2 separate regions of the Zea mays genome follow, and region 2 is linked to region 1. Evidence: chromatin contacts called from public Hi-C data. All regions are on one chromosome and are shown on one strand. The core of a region is the stretch at or near the end of the contact, and the rest is flanking DNA. Distances in the headings are between cores, read along the strand shown. Region 1 holds the start of LOC100282861 (L-allo-threonine aldolase). Region 2 holds the start of LOC100279618.

Region 1 (5,292 bases), core at 1,429-3,928:
ACAGTTATTCAGCAAAGGTTTGGTGCGGCTACAATATTTCGAGCTGATTACAGATAAGACCACACCGAGCTTATGCATCAGGGTGCCCTATTGCCCGTACGAGTTCTTGGTAGTGCCCATCAGTAGCTGTTCAGCCAAATGCTCGAGTTCAGTACTGCCCATTAGTAGCTGTTCAGCAGCTTTCTGAAAACATAAGATCATATTAGTGACATTCACACCGGCACACACGAACCTGAACAGTAATAGTGAAAAGTAGAAACAGCGTGAGTTTTTGTATATCTACCTTAAAACACGTCAGTGCATATTGAACATCATCATCTGAAATTTGGTAATGAAGGACAAGCCTGACACTACATAAATAAAAGGAGGTCATATGAATAGTTGGAATTGATGTGTAGTTCCTCCGTTTTTTTTTATTTGTTGTATTTTAGTTCAAAAATGAACTAGCCGGTGACAAATATTCGAGAATGAATGTAGTATAATGGTATTGTCTGGATTTCAAAAAACTGCTGATATTGTTAGTTTTGGTAGTGTCAGTGAAGTTAGTAAAACGATAGCACAAACATGGATATTGGAAATGCTAAATCATATTTCAAAAAATAATGTACATGCTAAATCCTAAACTACTGAGTGGAACTTCACCTTTTTTGACATGCTAAATGTTATTAGAAAAATACTTGACGTGCTAAATCTTTTTTTAAAAGGTGCTGAACAGCAATGGAACTTCACCTTTTTGGACTCCTTGGACTTGCGAGCACATTGTGCGTTCCCAGAACCTGGCACAGCTTGTTAGATGATATGCGTGAATCCACGATGTCCAAGAATACCTTACAAAGCATAGTATATGTAATATGTTACAAATGTGATGTTTACAGTTACATATATTGTGGTTAATGAGAAATATAATATCAGAGGCTGACCATATTGGTCTGGACTGATGCTGAATCCACTCTGAACTGTTCGATTTTATTCAGTCCGTCTAGGCAAACGAACAAGAGTGACAAGTTCAGAACTTCAAGCCAACGACGATTTGTTTTCTAGCAAATGCAATGGAACAGTGCAGTCTTTTTTTTCATGTTGTTTTAAGTAGGATAAAAGGTCGGGAAACAAATATTCTGGGGGAAATAAACTGTTTTTTATAAAAGGGAAAAATCAGGCCTTGAACAGGGTATAACCAATTCTGACCTAAGTTTTTTTAGAAGAAAAAATATACCTGCCAAAGCTTTAGCCTTTCTGTGGTCATCTGCAAGCTTTCCCACATTGTCACGAACGGCAACATGAGCAGCAGCACAGAGAACTCCAACCTGCCTCATTCCACCACCTAGGGTCTTCCGGAGAATTTTGGCCTGAAGGTATTGTTCATATTTCCATCATAACTTGCAATTCTTTTCTTTTTGCAAACAATACAACGCTGCAGTTTAGACTTAGGAACACAAATCAACAGACCTTGTCGATGAAGGCCTTCGAGCCAACAATAACTGATCCAACGGGGGCGCCTAAACCTTTAGAAATGCATACCTGAAGTTTAAGTTTTCAAAGAGGAATAGAAGCACCATGATACATGTATCTGTAGTCCATTCACATGTAAGCAGCGTAGCTGATTTGGAACGTACCGAAACTGAATCTGCAGCTCTCACAAGTCTGTCCACAGGAACTCCAAGTGCCTGGCACAACGAAAATAATGGATTACGATGCTTGGAAGCATGCGCAGATGTCTAGGAATTTCTAAGCGAAGAGGCAAAGTATATAGACATAAGATCTCAATCCTATATAAAATAGATATCTTAAGACCCAACAATGACACCGTACTACTGACCACAGAGGCGTTGAAAATGCGAGCTCCATCGATATGAAGCTTCAGGCCATGACTCTTGGCAATTTCGCCAACCTTTTCAGTGTATTCTGCGGATAAACACTTCCCTCCGGAACTGCAGAAGCAGTAAGCCAGTAACAAACACACGACGTAGGTAAAAAAAAACAATGTACTTTTCACCAGCAAGATCGGCATCAGAAAACTCACTTCCCATGTGTGTTCTCCAAGCAGATGAGCCTGGTGGTCGGGTAATACAGGCCACCGCCGGGAGGCCTGATTGCAGCGACGATGCTGTCGATGTCCATGGTGCCGTCGGAGTTGTTTCTGACGGTCTTAGGGTGCACGCCGCCGAGGGTGGAGATGCCGCCGTTCTCGTAGAGGTGGATGTGCGAGTCGTCGCCGAGGATGACCTCGCTGCCGCGGACGTCGCAGTGCGCGAGGACGGACACGAGGTTGCCCATGGTCCCCGACGGGACGAAGAGCGCGGCCTCCTTGCCCATGAGCGCCGCCATCTCCTCCTGGAAGCGGCGCGCGGTCGGGTCCGCGCCCCGGACGTCGTCGTCGACGTCGGCCGCGGCCATGGACGCGCGCATGGCCTCGGAAGGCTTGGTGACCGTGTCGGACCGCAGGTCCACCACCACCTTGGTCGCCATCCTTCCTGCTGCTGCTCTGCGGCCGCAACCCAACTGCAGCTAGCGCTGCACCGGCACCGCTGCAGCGACAGAGTATCAGGACGAAAACTGACCTGCTGAAACTGAAATGAACTGATGTGTGCGGGGTGTCACGTCCCACTCCCACAACAAACTTTGGTTTTGCCTTCGCTTTTCCATTTTTGAAGGAAAACTGACAGATGTTTCGCGCTGTTAGAAGGACCACAAACCATGCATATTCTCTGTATGGTATGATGATGACGACCACGATGATCAATGAGGACGATGATGCGGACTGCACTTGCTAGTTGCTACTACAGACCTGTTTCTTTAATTCGTCGCAATCGCAGCACACAGAAGTCTCGAGATCCAGACAAAGAGGACAACGTCACTGTACACTGTGCAGGGCTCCAGCGGTCCAGCCTCCAGGCACAAACAAAGAGGGGTCCAGCAGTCGGCACCAGACAGATGACTGACAAGCAAAGGGTTGTGACGGCATCGTTTCGTCGCCCTCCAAATGCATAATTTATTAGTAGTGAGGAAGAGGCCCACCGTACAAGTTCGGCCTACAAGCAAAGGGTTGTGACGGAAGCCGGTAGGCCAGGCAGCACATCCTATCTATTCCATCGGTTAGATCAACTTTCAGCCCACCAAAACCATTTTCAGCCCATACAGACATACAGCCCATCCAAATTGGTTACCGGCACTAGCGATGATGCACTGACAACTAGGGCAAAAAAAAAAAAAAACTCGAAACTCGCGAACCGGCTTAAGCTCGGGCGGCTCAGAGCGGCTTGTGAGCCCCGAATGAGTCGAGCTGAGCCTCGTTTTCGAGCTCGTTGGTCCACCGAGCCGAGCCAGCTCGCGAGTTGTGCCAAATTAATCAAACTATACAATAACAATGGATAATGGATAATTTCACTTATAATGTTGAATGATGATTATATTTTTTATATTTATATATTATTAAATTAATATATAATGCAATATTATTTATTAAGATCCAGCTCGCGAGTCGAGCCGGCTCGTGAGCCAACTCCGAGCCTCCTCTTTTAGCTCGTTAAGTGAACGAACTGAGCCAAGTTCGGTCTGTCAACGAGCCGCACTGAATCGAGTCGAATCGAGCTCGGCTCGGCTCGTTTCCAACCCTACTGGCAACGACTGCTGCATGCTCATGGTTGAGACATGCCATGATATTAAAGTATGATGAGTAAGTATTAAGAAGATGGTTGGTTATGATTGAATTTTATGGTTTTAGTGTGAGGGGGCGTTTGGATCCCTTCATTTTAGAGGAATTAAAATTCACTTAATAAAATAACTTATTTAGGGCCCCTTTGGTAGGGCTTATTTTTCAGCTTCGGCTCTGGCTCATGCAAAAGTTGTGCCAAACACCTCTTTTTCAAATGGCTTCACCAGTGAAGTGTTTTTCCAAAATGAACTAGAGGGCATGAGCCAAAAAAAGTGGCTCACCCGGCTTCAGCTCACGTCATTTTTGTACAATAGCCCTCCCACCAGTCCAAATTATTTTTTTTGGTCCTGCCCTCAATCCCTAGCCACGTACAGGAGAGATAAACTATACAAGAGTCTTTCTGAAAAACAACCTATAAGCCGTTTTGCCAAATGATTTTTCAGAATGGCTTTGGCTCATCTAAAGAAGTGGTTTCACCTCGTGAGCCAGAGCCAAAGCCGTTTTTGGAGAAGCCAGAGCCCTGCCAAAGGGGCCCTTAGTTTGGAATTTGACATTCCACCACTTTCCAAAGTTTAGATATAAGCTTATCTCAAATTCATGAGATGGAGGATGGAAAATGATTTTTATGCATTAGTAAAATTTGTTTCTACTCTGTAACTTACATGACACTCTTCGTCTCACTCCTCTATAGTAAAAATGTAGCACAAATATCTCTGTTATCTTGCTAATAATAGTATACAAATATATTTTGCATAAAACTAAATTAGCTTAATTGACATATGTCATAATTACTATTATTAAAATGGAATTCAATTCCAATGATCCAAACAGGGTGTGAGGGTAATGTTGTGCAATATGTTTCTTGCCTTATGGTGTGTAGGTATGAAGCTTATAAATGGTTCGATAGCAAAAATGAAGATTAAGCAGGGTTATCTGATGGACTATATAAGGTACCTAAAAGGGAGTAAATTATGAACTTTGAATGAAGATACCTAAAAGGGAGTAAATTATGTAACTTAAAACTCTAGTTCACCAACTAAAGGCTCTAATTCTTGTCTAGTCAAAACTAATACAATAAATAAACTATCCATGTGCAACTGTAATTTTAACTAAGTGTGTTGTTACACCGTAAATAGTTATACAATCTATGTTCCAATCCTAACGGTAGCCTAGTAAGCTAAAATAGGAAAACAAACATTTAACCTAGATAAGAAATAAATAACTCACAAAAGCTTAACTGAGATAGAGATGCAAACTCTGATCATAAATGACTCTGATATTGCTACAGAGGTACTGAGAACTGTTAAAGTTTTTCCTTCTCATATTAAGTTGATCTTGTACACGGAATATGTCCCCCTCATATGAAGATGGTAGTAGGGAGTTGGTGTGCCATACACATGCATGTCCTTGAATTGATTTATATTGATTTATTTACAAACATGGTATAGTAGGGGTGGAGAGATACATATATACAATTGCCGTGTCATGCGGTTGATCAAACCATCTACCTTGTGCAAATATATACATGTGTGCTCTAGCTACTAGCTTTTCTTTCCGCTGTTACTTCTTTGGATTTGAGAGGCCGGTGCACTCTAACAATTCCCAATAATAATCTAATCTCACACTATATACGTACCTAC
Region 2 (5,292 bases), core at 1,868-4,367, 190 kb before region 1:
CTCTAAACGGAATGCCAAACTATTCAAAATGTAATAACACAAATAAACACTGGTTTTTGGGGTTGTGATACTAAAGACCTTCAATAAATTAGAAATGCTAAAATAATCATGCTAATACAGTCCAGCAACCAATCGAAACATTTGTAATCATATTTTGGTGGTCTGTTAAGAGAGGGCAAGAAGGTAGATTAAATATAGTATTCCTTAGATAAGGCTGGTAGAAGAAACTCCATGCAATTAATAATGATTTCTGATGATTAACTTGCATAAGATTGACGACATACAATGCTGACAAAACTCTAGTTAACCTTGATAGTTGGCATGTACTGACAAACAAGAGTGCTAATGGTAAATCAAGTGAATGGAGCAATCATGTAGACCTTGTTGCAATGCTTTTATAAACCATTTGATCATGATAGTTGGCCAATATACTGGACCCTGATCAATATGTAATTACACATAAGGAGTCTTACCTTGTTTGCTAGCATGTAAAGACCAACATCAGCATTATACAAGGTAGAAAGGCGTTGTGTCGCTGGTTCAGGAGTTAAAGGCGAGTCTGGCTCATAGACACGGGAGTTGGCAAAATCAGAATAATATGAATTTAGAAAACCTTGGTCCCCTGCATGAAATAGTTCAACATGAAATCAGAACACTATTTGATTGAAAATGCTGAATTGCCAGCATGCTGAAGATGATAAAAGAAAACTAATCATACATAAGTGGTAAACTGGTAGCTACAGCGAATCTGTTCAAAGTAATATAGTCGATCCTAACAAAATGATCCACCACATAAAGTGTTCTCAAGATAATACAGGCCTATCCAAGCAAATGTCAAATGGATACGTGTAGGCTCCGTTTGGATGTTGGAATTGGAGATGGTGGAATTGAATTGGATCCAATACCAAATCAGCCTGGCTTTGGAAATCGGATCCAATACCAAATCCAGTTCAATTCCGAGCAAATCAGAGGGTGGAGGGTCGGAATTGGAGAGTGGAGGCGTGTGTAGAGTTGAATACCGGCTGGAATTTGGTGGATTTCCAATTCCAAATACTGTGACCATCCAAACACCAGAATTCGGGTTTGTCAATTCCAATTCTGAATTCCGAGTCTAAATTCCAACATCCAAACGCACTGGTATTCTTTTCGAAGATACTGTCTTACCCTAACCCTCTGCCCTAAAAAATACCCAGGAAAGACATAGATGTTGATCAAAAGAAAATTGGAGCCTCCCAGCGATGGAGATTTTTGCATCATTGGAAAGAAATAGAACAGAGCAACGGTCTGTTATCAGGAGGCCCAGCACAACTGTTTGGCATAGGAGTGGCTATCGTAGCAACATAAAAAACAACAGGTGTAGGATATGTTTCTGTTAAAGCATGAAAAATGTTCATTTGCAGCCATGAACTTGATTACTGGAAATGATGTTTCTCCATCAGCAATGGCACAACAGAGAGCTGAAGTCTGAAGAAGTGCTGCTGATGAAAAACTTGCAGAAAGATTGCCATGGAGGCTGGTGTGGCAGGCCATAGAGTGCTTGAATACTTCATTGGCCGCTGTGCCCTTAGGTTAGTTCTATAGGCAGCGAGATCTTATTTTCTCAACATTGTATGTAATTACTATTTGAAGATAATTAGCTATTTCTATACTCCACAACAGATCTGTCATGTAACAATTAACATCATATCATAAGTTCTTAGACATGTATGAGCTGTTTATTGTTAATTAATATGCTTTCAAGAAGATAATAAATAAAAGGGAATATTTTGACTAGTACTATGGCCTTCTCAGAAAGGAATTATGTTATCTAAAAAAAGGAACACACAGAAGAAAAGAAGAGCACTGACCTCCTGTGTAAGAAGGCAATTGATCCATTTTTTTGATCATATCATTGAAAAGAGTTTCAGAGGGTTCAACAACCATCACACCAGAATTCATTCTTTCAGAATGCTTCAAGTTTCCACAAAACTTGCCACACTTGAAAAGATCCTCGATACTTTTCACAACTATAGTATCTGCGTCAAGGTAAACAACTGGAAAGGCAGCATTCTATTAGAACAATGAACAAAAACAAAGTAAAGGCCATGATACAGAGACATATAACGATGAACTAGAAAAATAACTGAAAAGCATACCTTTTTTGTAGCTTGTCATGTTAAATATCTTCAGCTTGGTGTAGACGCCCCAAAACCTCTTTGGCCTAAATTGATTAGGATTAGCCAGTAACGTTATACGATTCACGATCCAACCGTCTGCCTGATGAAATATATGCAAGGTCAGCTTCGCTACCACATCAGACTGGCACAAGATCTACATGACTTGAATGTCCGAACTCAAGAAAACATAAAAGCTACTAACATCCTGGAACTAATTTTAGTATGTGTAGATGTACGGGGATCAAATCATGAGATCAACAGTAGGGAAAAAAGAAGGAGAGATCCTCATCCAGCTCCACACCACTTAGTGACACAAAATTCAGTAGAAGCCTTCCCAAAACTCTGATCAATCAGACAGCGGAGATCAGTGATTAGCTCTAAAATGAGCATCAACGGCCTCAATAATGACCTCGCAGCTAAGAACTCCAGCGCAGATACTTCAGGGAGCTACCCAATTCAGCTATGAGATAAAATTTCCATACTAAATTACAGTGATCGGAGCTTCAGCAGACCTGTAGGAGCTTCCGCGAGTACTCGGAAACGCCGTCGGAGACGAGCACAACCATGTCGCGCCGCGTGCCGGTGTCGCGGAGGGACTTCCCAAGGACGCGCGCGCCGAGCACGAACTCGTCGCCGTACAGTAGCGTGACGTAGGCCTCCTCCGTCGCGGCCACCGCGAATCCGGCACCGGCAGCTAGGAGTGCCACCGCGGCTAGGGCGGCGGCCAGGAGCGCCGGCGACCGCATCGGAACCCCCGGATGGGATCGCGGCTCGAGCGTGAGTATGGGGTGGGGCGCACGTGCGACGCGGCGGGAGAAGGCTGGCGCCTGGCGGGGCTCGGAATCAGATCGGAGCCTTTTGGGGGATGGGCGTTGGGCGGACGGGGGGAGTTGGGGGCGCAGCCGCCCGGGTGGTGTTTGAGCGTTGGAATGCGGAGATCAGTATTCGGTCAAACGGCGCGTCCAAATTGGAGTTCTCAGAGCGGCAGACGGCAAGCAGGTCGTCATTTCGCTGATGTCTGGACGACAGATTGGATCGGGGGAGGAGGAAAGCGGCCGAGGGCCCGACGGGATTTCTAGACGAAACTCGCCGAAAGCGCAACGCAGAAACCAAAGAGGGTGACAGCTGCGCCATCTCGCGGGGCGAGTTTCTAGTGGGCCAGGCCGGTGCAGCTGACTCTTGGCCCTTTTGTAATGCACTACCATTTTATTTATTTTACTACAGCAGCAGCTCTCAAATATTAGAGCTCTCAAATTCATTCCAACAAACAATGACACAAAAAATCTACTCGTCATCCCATCTCTTCCTTTACTAATACCATATTTAGGACGCCTCTACTCTACATTTTTGTTACCTTTGCTCCTTTTTTTTTGCTAAACACGTGAATTATGCTAGAAATAGAGGTACGAGAGTATCCGAAGGAATGCTCCAAGAACTTCATCTTCATAGTAAATTTTGTGGAGCAGTCACGAACAGACTCTAAACAAGATACGGTTGGAAGAAAGAAGTCGGATCGAGATCCACAGTGAAATTTATGGAGCAGTCACACACAGATACTAAACAAGCCACATTCCGACTATCTCCACCAGCCTCCTTACTCTACCCTCTATCTTATTTCCTGTTTCAAACTCTACTCTATATTAATAATATAGTCTACAATACAAGTCCATTTCCATGCTCCGCTGGAGATGTCCTCAGATGATAGGAGGTAGGGTAAGTGAGAAGAGCGATCAGAAACATTGATAGTTGGGAATGAGTTGTTGAAGGGAACAGGGACGAGTGGTTAGAAAACTCGCTATAAGGAGAGGATAACGAGGTCATCACCTTTTATATATTACAAGACCTAGTTATAAAAGCGCAAGCATGTCATGAATCTTTAGGTATGTTCTTATCTAGCCAATTATTTTTCTAACCTTATGATTGATAGAGCGTATGTTTTATTGATTAGAAACCTTAGAGTGTATCAATAAGGACTTGAAAAAGGTTGGAGAGTTGAAGAGGACTAGCTAGTACGTCTGCATCACGTGAGAGTAGTACAAACTCAATTCGACTTTGATTCTACTTCAAACTCCATGACTAGACTACATTGGAATTAATGCATAGGACACATAATGACTCCATTTACGCATGGAAAGCTAAGAAGATAAGTTTTTAAATCCAGCTAGACTTTAAAAAAATTGGAATCAATATAAATAAGTTAATTAAGGATATGTTTGGCATGACTCCAGAGCAAAACTCTAAGGAGGAGATGGCCAGAGCATGCCAAACACTCTAACTCTAGAGTTGTAAACTTTATAGAGTTTTTTGAGCTGCAGTAAATTTTTTTGGAGTACCTCTTTTCTGCTCCGAAAACTCCAAAAAAAAGCAACCTAGTCATGGAGTTTAGAGTTATTTACCCGCCACTGTCACCGGTTATGAGAAACAATCTAAACTCTGGAGCAGAGCTGCTCTACCCAGAGTTTTAGAGTAGAGCTGCTCTAGGGTGGAACAGAGTCATGTCAAACACGCCCTAAGTTAGCATTTGGAATCTGATTCGGTGTTGCATCATTATCTTTCGGCTTCTTTGGCCATGTATCATGCCGGAGTTTGTCGAAGATGCATCCAAGTGCCTTGCAAGTCCCTAACCCTTAGATATACAATAGTCACCACCACATTAGGGTTTGGGTTTTAGCTTAGTGTCGGGGACCATAATTAGGGGTACCCCCAAGACTCCTAATCTCAGCTGGTAACCCCCATCAGCACAAAGCTGCAAAGGCCTGATGGATGCGATTAAGTCAAGGCTTGATCCACTCAAGGACACGATCTCACCTCGTCCGAGCCCAGCCTCGGGCAAGGGCAGCCGACCCCGGAGGATCTACGTCTCGTCCGAGGGCCCCCTCAAGCAACGAACACACCTTCGGCTCGCCCGAGGCCCGGTCTTCGCCTAGAAGCAACCTTGGCCAAATCGCCATGACGACCGACCGTATCGCAGGAGCATTTAATGCAAAGGTGGCCTGACACCTTATCCTGACGCACGCCCTTCAGTCGACTGAGCCGAAGTGACCGCAGTCACTTCGCCGCTCCACTGACCAGTCTGACAAGAAGACAACGTCGCCCGCGTCGCTCCGACTGTTGTGTCACTCGACAAAGTGAGGCT

What was found. Hi-C and Micro-C count contacts between places; a contact is called where the count stands out from the background.
Region 2: a Hi-C map of ear shows a contact between it and region 1, with 2.8 times the contacts expected there. The contact joins the promoter of LOC100279618 here to the promoter of LOC100282861 in region 1. A contact is called at or near these places in 3 of 25 Hi-C or Micro-C datasets (ear, leaf and tassel).

The regions. Positions count from the first base shown.
Region 1 is chr10:133,167,481-133,172,772 of Zm-B73-REFERENCE-NAM-5.0, reverse strand. It overlaps LOC100282861 (L-allo-threonine aldolase), which reads right to left and starts at 2,678. Exons shown (of 9, transcript NM_001155767.1): 1 at 2,021-2,678; 2 at 1,817-1,928; 3 at 1,614-1,664; 4 at 1,447-1,518; 5 at 1,214-1,346; 6 at 921-979; 7 at 730-827; 8 at 284-344; 9 at 1-183. The coding sequence starts at 2,466. The coding sequence ends at 88. LOC100383946 reads right to left here. Exons shown (of 2, transcript NM_001176563.1): 2 at 5,241-5,292.
Region 2 is chr10:133,359,242-133,364,533 of Zm-B73-REFERENCE-NAM-5.0, reverse strand. It overlaps LOC100279618, which reads right to left and starts at 3,117. Exons shown (of 10, transcript NM_001152614.1): 1 at 2,669-3,117; 2 at 2,136-2,256; 3 at 1,848-2,033; 4 at 474-622. The coding sequence starts at 2,902.